Linked DNA regions of Xenopus laevis: region 2 is linked to region 1. The links are chromatin contacts, called in public Hi-C maps. All regions are on one chromosome and are shown on one strand. The core of a region is the stretch at or near the end of the contact, and the rest is flanking DNA. Distances in the headings are between cores, read along the strand shown. Region 1 overlaps ippk.L (inositol-pentakisphosphate 2-kinase). Region 2 holds the start of cenpp.L (centromere protein P L homeolog).

Region 1 (4,588 bases), core at 2,069-4,568:
TCCCTATTTGATTATAAATGTGAATGCGAGATCGCTCACTCTTCGACCATTGAAACAATTCGATTAATCGACCACCTAAAACCTGCCGAGTTCATGTACAAGTCAATGGCAGAGGTCCGTTGAGCCATTTGGAGATGTTACTAGCCTTCCTGACATTCGAGAAAAACTTGATTCGTACGAATCGAATACAAAATAAATACGATTTGAATTTCCGGGTCGGAATTATTCAATCGAAAATTAGGCATTCTAATTTTTTCATAACCTCCCAGTCGAATTGTGAGTATATTTGAATTAAAAAAAAAATTCACATGAATTTGAAATTCAACCTTTGGGCTTCTAAATCCAGTAGGATGAACTACAGCCTAGTTGGGACAATGTACAAGGTGCTATTTTATTATTACAGAGTAAATATAAAAAGTAAGTCATTATTAAAAAATGTGACTTAATTCTTTAAAATGGATGGCCCTTCTGTAATTTGAAACTTTGTGGATAATGGAATATACACACTTATTCAAGGAAACATGTACAGATACACCATACACAATATTTCTATCATCTCGCATGCTGCTTCTTTGTTATTCTTGAAAACAAATGCGTCTTGTTATTCAGTGTTGTTCCAGTGTATGGTAACCTTTCTTTTCCTTCCTCCCGTAGAATGGTGAATTAATATACGGATGTAGAGATGACCAGGAGCACTTTTTAGACCTCAACGAACTTGCTCACCACTTGAAGCCATTTTTCTTCCCTGCCAGTGGATTGATCAGTGGACCTCAATGCCCCAAAACTGTTGTGAAAGAGTTAATCCACATGCTGACGTCAGTCCTGCTAAATAACAGCACAGACACAGCCAGAGCAGCAAACATCATGCCTATTATCCCCTTGTCCCAGGGAAGAAACTACTGTGAAGCCAGCCATTTCTGCCCACACCTGTTAAACAGTAGGTCCTCCTGTCATTGCACATTATAACTGCAACTATTGCTGAACTCCTTTACATACAGTTGGAATGTTTCAGGCTCTTGCAGATCTACATGCAAAACACCCAAGCTACTGGGAGCTGTAGCTAATTCCTTGTTAAAGGAAAACTATACCCCCAAAATGAATACTTAAGCAACAGATAGTTTATATCAAATTGATAGATTAAAGAATCTTACCAAACTGGAATATATATTTACATAAATATTGCCCTTTTACATCTCTTGCCTTGAACCACCATTTGGTGACTGTATCTGTGCTGCCTCAGAGATCACCTGACCAGAAATACTACAACTCTAACTGTAACAGGAAGAAGTGAGGAAGCAAAAGGCAGAACTCTGTCTGTTAATTGGCTCATGTGACCTTACATGTGGTTTGTATGTGTGCACAGTGAATCTTACGATCTCAGGGGGCGGCCCTTATTTTTTAAAATGGCAATTTTCTATTTATGATTACCCAATGGCACATACTACTAAAAAAGTATATTATTATGATAATGGTTTATTTACATGAAGCAGGGTTTTACACATGAGCTGTTTTACTCAGTATCTTTTAATAGAGACCTACATTGTTTGGTGGGTATAGTTTTCCTTTAAAGGAGCTGTTCACCTTTATTATGATTGTAGAGAGTGATATTCTGAGACAATTTATAGTGATGGGCAAATCTGTGCCATTTGGGTTTGCTAAAATTTGCAAAACTGCGAAAAATTTGCAAAACGAATTGAAGCCATTAGGCGTCATAATAGTTTTGACGCCCGTCAATTTTTATGCGATCGACTATTTTGACCCGTGTCAATTTTTTGTTGAAGCAGCGGATTTTTCGGTGGCAAATTGTCACCGCAGTTTCGTTAATAAATTTGCTAGCGGCGAAACACAGAAATGCGTCGAAAGTTAGTGTCTGGCGAGTTTATTCGATAATCACGAACCAGCAATCTGGTTTCTAGGATGCAAATTACCCTAGCAATCATTGACTGATTTAAATAAGAGACTGGAATATGAATAGGAGAGGCCCTGAATAGAAGTTGAGTAATAAAAAGTAGCAATAACAATAAATTTGTAGCCTTCGAGAGCATTTGTTTTTGGTTTTTTTTAGATGGGGTCACTGACCCCCATTTGAAAGCGGGAAAGAGTCATAGGAAAAAAACTTAAAAAAAAAAAAGATAAAATATAAATAATGAAGACCAATTGAAAAGTTGCTTAGAATTGGCCATTCTATTAGATACTAAAAGTTAATTTAAAGGTGAACTACCCCTTTAAGTTTTACTTCTCCTTTAAACTAGCAAAGCAGTCTGTGCCTTTGTTATTTCCAGCACAACATTATTTTATTCAGGAAACGTTACTAACGTGGGAGAAGGCTGGATGTCCTGATATCCTTGAGCTCCTGGCAGAATTTCTTTGCCCACTTTAAAAACTGCTTGAGCACTTTATTTAAATAATATTAATTTTAATTAAGCACTTTAATGTAATTTTTTTTTTCTGTTTCAAAGCTATAAAGCCTTTTATAAAGTGCTTCTATAATAAGAATTGTAACCGTGCTACTTGCTGGTTGGTTCATGTTACTGTATAGTCAGAGATATATGTTTATTCTAATGTTCCTCTGCTCAGGAGAGAAATGGCCTTTTCCCATCTCTGCAGGTAAACATGCGACAGAGACAACGGGGTTGCCTACAGGCTGCATCTTGTATAAGACTCTGCAGACTCAGATGCTGGACATGCTGGACATTGAAGGTCTCAATCCATTGTACAAGAGAGTGGAGAAGTACCTGGCGGAATTCCCTGAGGAAAGGTGATTGTCTTTGTTTCATCCCATTGACCGGAAATCACTGGTATAATCCCTGCTGATCCTTCTGTGCAGGTTATGCTTGGGGATGGAGGTGAACCTTTTGTTTCTTAAAGGACACGTAATCCTACATTTTCCTACCATGTATATAAATTGGGCATATCTTCCCCACCCAAGCCAAATCATTTGTACGGACTATACCCCTTCCATTTACCAGCGCCATCACATTTTCCTAAAACAAATAGCAGCTCTTACCCGGCGGCCATATTCTTCTGGCAAATCATCAATAACATTGAGATATGTATGCTGTAAAGTTCATGCAATGCAGTATGCAGGTTACAAGGCACAACATACTGTAATAAAAAGTTCTGCTGGGGTTGAGCATTGTAATGGTTAAGCTGAGCTCAGTAGAGGTGGTTAGGAGAATAAAATAGGATCAGACAACTAGAGGACTATGGGAACCAGCAATGCTATCTCTTCATTGGCTGTTAGACTGGAGGGTGTGTTTAGTAATCTGAGCTGAGAAGAACATGCTCAGTAGCCAACAGCCAAAGTAAATTCCTGAGGGAGGGGACAGAGTGGCAGGTAACTAAAGATTTCAAAGAGACTGTTCACTGATTAAATGTTGTGTGTGTGTGGGGGGGGGAGGGAAACATGTCCTTTAATAAACGTAGGAGTTCCTTTTGGTTGATAACTTATTTTATATACTCTCTCTTTCCTCACATGTTACTAGTGATGGTTTGGACAAATACAAGATTCCTCTGCACTCAACCCATTATCAATATATTTAAGACAGCGACATTTTGTGCATACTGCTACTGAAAAATGCCTTCCCCTTTAAACAAAACAGGGATTGTTTGTCCATATATTGCAATATATTTAAGCTGGCCAACTACGTCAAAGTCATCCCATATCTGGCCAGTCCTATGCTCAATTTTCATCTGATTCATTAAGAATTCTATTGCTTCATTATATAGTTTACAAAGGGACTAAGGTTTACCTGCAACTTACTCGCTGCTTTCAAAGTAAAACTCCCAAACTTGGCTGCCCTTTTATTAGACACCAGTGGGATCACCTGACTATAGTTGGGAAGGGTGGGAGCTACAACATGGAGCTGGTCACTGCTCCTGTATAAACTATAACAAACAAGGGAAAGTTGTGCTCACCACTAGTTTCCAAAATCATTAGGCGGGGGTGCAATGAGGGTGTGACCACAAAATACATATAGACAAATACAAGATTCCTCTGCACTCAACCCATTATCAATATATTTAAGACAGAGACATTTTGTGCATACTGCTACTAGTGATGGTTTGCACATGCCTGTGTGTGATGCAACATTACAGTGTGTCCAATACAGGGGCCTATGGGGTTATACAGGTTACACATTCAGTACATGCCCCCACCTTCTGTGTGGCTGTATAAATAGATACAGAACTTTTCTGCATTTCCCAACAATCAGGATATATAAACGATTAAAGGAGATATTTTATGGGGAAAAAAACAAGAATGTGTCAGTGCATTTTACTCTTTAGATATAGAAGGAAAAAGTGGAGTTTTTGGTTTATTGGAAATTTCTGCAAAATCTCTATTAGTCCCGTCCTCCTTTCCCAGGATGTGCAGGGGAGCCGGCGGCTCTCAGCTCACTGTAGGACAGGAACCAATCAGCAGTTAGGCTGACTTGATAGGGAACTGAAACCTGTCTTTGCTTATGTGACTGCGGGGCTGTGATTGGCTGTCCCCCTCCCAGGGTGGGCGTGTCCTAATGGTCCCTGCCAGAAACATGGACAGTGAACATCAATAGGGAGCTCCAATAAAGGGGCCATTTTAAAAGAT
Region 2 (4,546 bases), core at 750-3,249, 160 kb after region 1:
AGGGCATTTTCCCATATGCCATGGCATCATCAAGTCCTCCCAATAAGCCACAATGTTTTCCACACTGCTGTTACCCCCACGGAGCTGTGGTTCCGAGTTAACATCTCTGGCTAATTTAAATATTTCTGGCAAATATGCAGCCCTCCAGCTTTTGTTAAACAGGTGACTGTATGATTGCCACCTTTCCCCGCTGATAACTCTGGGTGGGTGATGACAGCATCAATTTCAGGGAGTCCTGCATGGTTTTCCTAATTTGGACAGACAGGCAGTTTTGACCCAGAAGGAAATTCTGGGTCAAAACTGGACATGTGGCAACCCTAAGTGGCTGATAGTCTAGAAATTCAGAGGGGCTAATGTCAACTGCCATAGACTGCTGCTTTAGGTTTGGCTTTTGGGGGTTCTGCTCTTAGCAATGCTTAATATTAAGTGTGAGACAGAAAACGCGTCAGGCAGCTTTTTAATCATGTTCCAATAAAATGAGAAGTTTTATATATTTCTATGGATGGTGGTCTGTTGCACACCCATCAGAATAAGATTTGGAGTTCTAACCTTACACACAGCGCCAGATTTGCCGGGCGGTCTTAGCACCCGCCCTACCTCGCACAGGCGCATGAGCGCTGGCGTGCAAGTGATGGACTACTGGGAGCAGCGTGTCCCCAGTGCCCCCCATAGAGCAGCTGGGCAGCATGCTGCCCCGAAAAATTTGCCACCCTAGGCCCAGGCCTTTGTGGCCTCACCACAATCCAGGCCTGCTTACAGGATCAGCATGACACAAAATTAAAATATATATATTTTTTTCATTTTGTATCTGTTGCTCAAGCACCAACAATTTTTAATCGATAGTGCTGTACGGCTACAAGAAATGTTCCCTCTAAGCTGTGCTCTTGCTCACACATTTTGGGGCCAGCGCACAAAGAATTTTGTGTGAAAACACAAAGGTTTGCATATATTCTGATCTGAGCACACAAATTTCAAAGAATTAGGGGGAACATTGGATACAAGAACGGCATTTGCCCTGGTTTATTGCATTGTTTTCTTTACTTCTCATGCAAAGCTGCACCTTTTGGCCCTATTCAGTTTCAATGGTTGCCCCAATGGCTACAAGCAGCTTATTTATATAAACTCGGGCTGTGTTTCCAAAACACACATGCAAGTTTTACCAGTGCAGGATATCAGTAAGGACATCATATTCCAATGCATAAACCCTTCCATCCCTGTGAGCGCCCACTACTGCCTCCTCCCTCACGCAGCTCCTGTCGAGACAAGTAGGATAAATGAAAAAACCCTAATTTTGTAATTAATTAGGAGTAATATATGGTGTTGCTTTTACATGGTGCTAAAAATGAAAATTATCTTTAAAAATAGCCCCTTTATTGGAGCTCCCTATAGATGTAAACTGGTCCGTCTGTGTTTTAAACGAGTGGTGGGCGTGTCCTAATGGTCCATGTCGGAAGCACAGGATGGGGACAGCCAATCATAGCCCTGCAGTCACACAAGCACAGACAGCCTTCAGTTCCCTATCAGGCCCTACTAGCTGCTGATTGGTTCCTGTCCTACAGTACAGTGAGCTGAGAGCCGCCGGCTCCCCTGCACAACCTGGGAATTCAGGGAGCAGGAAGTAGAAGAGAAGGGAGGGACTAGTAGGGTTTTTGCAGAAATATTCAATAAATCAGCCTGAAACAGTACTTTTTTAAGCACAACTCTTCTATATGTAAATGAGTACAACGCACTGGTACATTCTTATTTTTTTACACAAAATGTCTCCTTTAAATAACCTCACCTTTCCCGCTTTTTTGTCTTCTCGTGCGTAGCTGTCACTGAACTTTCCCGAGTTTCCCGTCAAATCGCCTCACCTTTGCTACGGCCGCATCTAAATCGCAGAACGAAAGGAGGGGGGGAGAGTTCTAATCTTTAATGACAACCCAGCCAAATTGGAAGCTATTGGTTTTAATCACAACCTGAACTAAGGTTTCTGGAAGTGGAAGCAGTGTTCCCGTTTGGAACCTGTAAGGAAACCAGTCAGGGCTGTGTGATGTCCCCGCCGAAATTTGTATCCTTCTTTACTCGGTTATTGGTCTGACCCTTGGCTTTAGCGCCACCTCAAGGTAAAGGCTCCTTCCTGCAACTACCCATCCGCTGGCGCTTGAATTCGGAGATCAGTGATTATTTAAACACGTTGATCTTAAACTCCCTAATATTTATTCTTCTAGAAAAGACAAATGCGAGCGTACTTATATGTCCAGCAAATTACTGGATGTCCTAGGCGCCTACACAAGAAAGAAATGCAGGGTCTCCTTCTTATGTGTTTCCGGAAGCGGAACGGTCAGTCCTTGACAATGTTTCTGAGGGGTTCCTATTAGCGAGACGCAGCTTCCGGAAACGGTAGTGTAAGACCATGTGTTAGACGGAATGTTTATGTGCAGGTTAGTGGAGTATGGGAATAACGTGTCCTGGTGCGCCCCAGGTAGACCCATACTACAGGGCCCTTCGACTGTTTGGGGGAAGCTGGGATTTGTAGTTTAATATCGATTGAGTGTCATTGTGAATGTAGTTGTTATAAAGAAGTACTTGCCGAGTAGGTGTCAGGGCCAGACTCTCCAAAATGCACATTTTAATAGGTTCTCATTGAAACACGTGTTAGTTATGTTGTGCCGAATGCTCTGAAGAAAATACTTCGCTTAATGTCATGATGAAATGCTATTGTTACTGGGAATTCTCTGTCAGTAGTTCCTCTATGCGATCTGTTATCTGGAATGCTTGGGATCTGTTATCTGGAATGCTTGGGATCTGTTATCTGGAATGATTGGGATCTGTTATCTGAAATGCTTGGGATCTGTTATCTGGAATGCTTGGGTTCTGATATCTGAAATGCTTGGGATCTGCTATCTGAAATGCTTGGGATCTGCTATCTGAAATGTTTGGGATCTGCTATCTGAAATGCTTGGGATCTGTTATTTGAAATGCTTGGGATCTGTTATCTTGAATGCTTGGGTTCTGCTATCTGAAATTCTTGGTATCTCTTATCTGGAATGCTTGAGATCTGTTATTTGAAATGTTTGGGATCTGTTATTTGAAATGCTTGGGATCTGTTATTTGAAATGCTTGGGATCTATTATCTTGAATGCTTGGGTTCTGCTATCTGAAATGCTTGGGATCTGTTATCTGGAATGCTTGAGATCTGTTATCTGGAATGCTTGAGTTCTATCTGAAATACTTGGGTTCTGTTATTTGAAATGCTTGGGATCTGCTATCTGAAATGCTTGGGATCTGCTATCTAAAATGCTTGGGATCTCAGGTTTTCAGTCTTCCTGTAATTTAAACCCTGTTACTGATTAAACAATAGAACGTTTTATTGTTTAGCCACATATATGAACTTATGTTATGTATTGCTGTCTGATCATTGTAGAGAGGATACAATTTTATTGGAAATTACTTCTGTTTGGATAACGTGTTTCTGGATAATAGATGCCATACTAGAGGCATGCAGACTCTGGTAGGCCAGAGAAAAGCTTTACTCCATTAGTGTAAGGAAAGCCATACAAGCATTCTCCTATTCATATTCCAGTCTGTTATTCAAATCAATGTATGGTTGCTAGGGTGACCTTGGACCATAACAACCAAATTGCAAACTAGAGAGGTGCTGAATAAAAAGCCAAATAACTCAAAACCACAAAAAAAATGAAAACCAATTGCAGATTCTCTTAGACTATCACTCTCTACATCATACAAAAAGTTATTTTAAAGGAGAAGAAAAGCTTAGCCACAATAGTGCAAGCTATAACCGTATATTTATTCTGCAGAATGCTTTATCGTACTTGAGTAAACAGCTCTTGAAGTGTTCTCTGTTTGTTTAGGATAGCAACTGCCATATTGGCTTGGTGTGACCTCACTTCCTGCCTGTCTCTCCCTGCTCACTCATAGCCCTGGGCTCAGATTACAGCATGGGTGGGGGAGAGGAGAAAACTGAGCATGCTCAAGGCTGTGCCCTGGAGGTTTAAGCTGAAAACAGGAGGAGATAACATAGTGGCCTATTTTCAAAGTTTATTAGTGATCATTCTTAGCCCAAATCTAACTGTTTGTGTTATAACTCTGTTCATTATTTTATGCAGCAGAACTTGACCCTGTCATATACAAGTCCTGAAAAGTATGGAAGCATCATTAAAACGTCTCTATGTCGGAGGAATTGGGTCCTCTGTCACGGATTCTGAACTCACAGATAGATTTGGGAAATTCGGGAAAGTGAATGATGTGGACATCATTTCCAGGAAAGACGAACAGGGTGAGAGACTATTTTGTTACAGCTTTTTGCATATAATGCATAGGAGATATGGATGGGAATAATCAATTTCCTGAATTGGTACAATCTGTGCAGGCCCCATTTCCCCTTTCACAACTATAGTCATGGCCCCAAGAACCTGCGAAGGGAAACTTTAGGCAGGTTTCTGATGGTGTCTTATCACTAATAGGGACATGTTACCAGTGCAGCTGTAAAAAACACTGTGCTGGGGCTTGGAGATACTGCTCTATTTCTCCATTGGTCAGCTGA

The links. Hi-C and Micro-C count contacts between places; a contact is called where the count stands out from the background.
Region 2: a contact with region 1 is called in a Hi-C map of the XTC cell line, with 4 times the contacts expected there. The contact joins the promoter of cenpp.L here to the enhancer-like site in region 1. A contact is called at or near these places in 2 of 4 Hi-C or Micro-C datasets (the XL177 cell line and the XTC cell line).

Annotation. Positions count from the first base shown.
Region 1 is chr4L:122,479,238-122,483,825 of Xenopus_laevis_v10.1, forward strand. It overlaps ippk.L (inositol-pentakisphosphate 2-kinase), which reads left to right. Exons shown (of 13, transcript XM_041590752.1): 9 at 655-937; 10 at 2,608-2,758. Among protein-coding and RNA genes, the nearest start is that of ippk.L, 33 kb to the left of the region's middle. Within about 2 kb of position 3,319, at least 1 of the 7 cell types and tissues checked has an H3K27ac peak or open chromatin away from gene starts, as enhancers often do.
Region 2 is chr4L:122,641,592-122,646,137 of Xenopus_laevis_v10.1, forward strand. It overlaps cenpp.L (centromere protein P L homeolog), which reads right to left and starts at 2,000. Exons shown (of 9, transcript NM_001114789.1): 1 at 1,781-2,000. nol8.L (nucleolar protein 8) reads left to right here and starts at 1,966. Exons shown (of 17, transcript XM_018258926.2): 1 at 1,966-2,105; 2 at 4,110-4,279. The coding sequence starts at 4,147.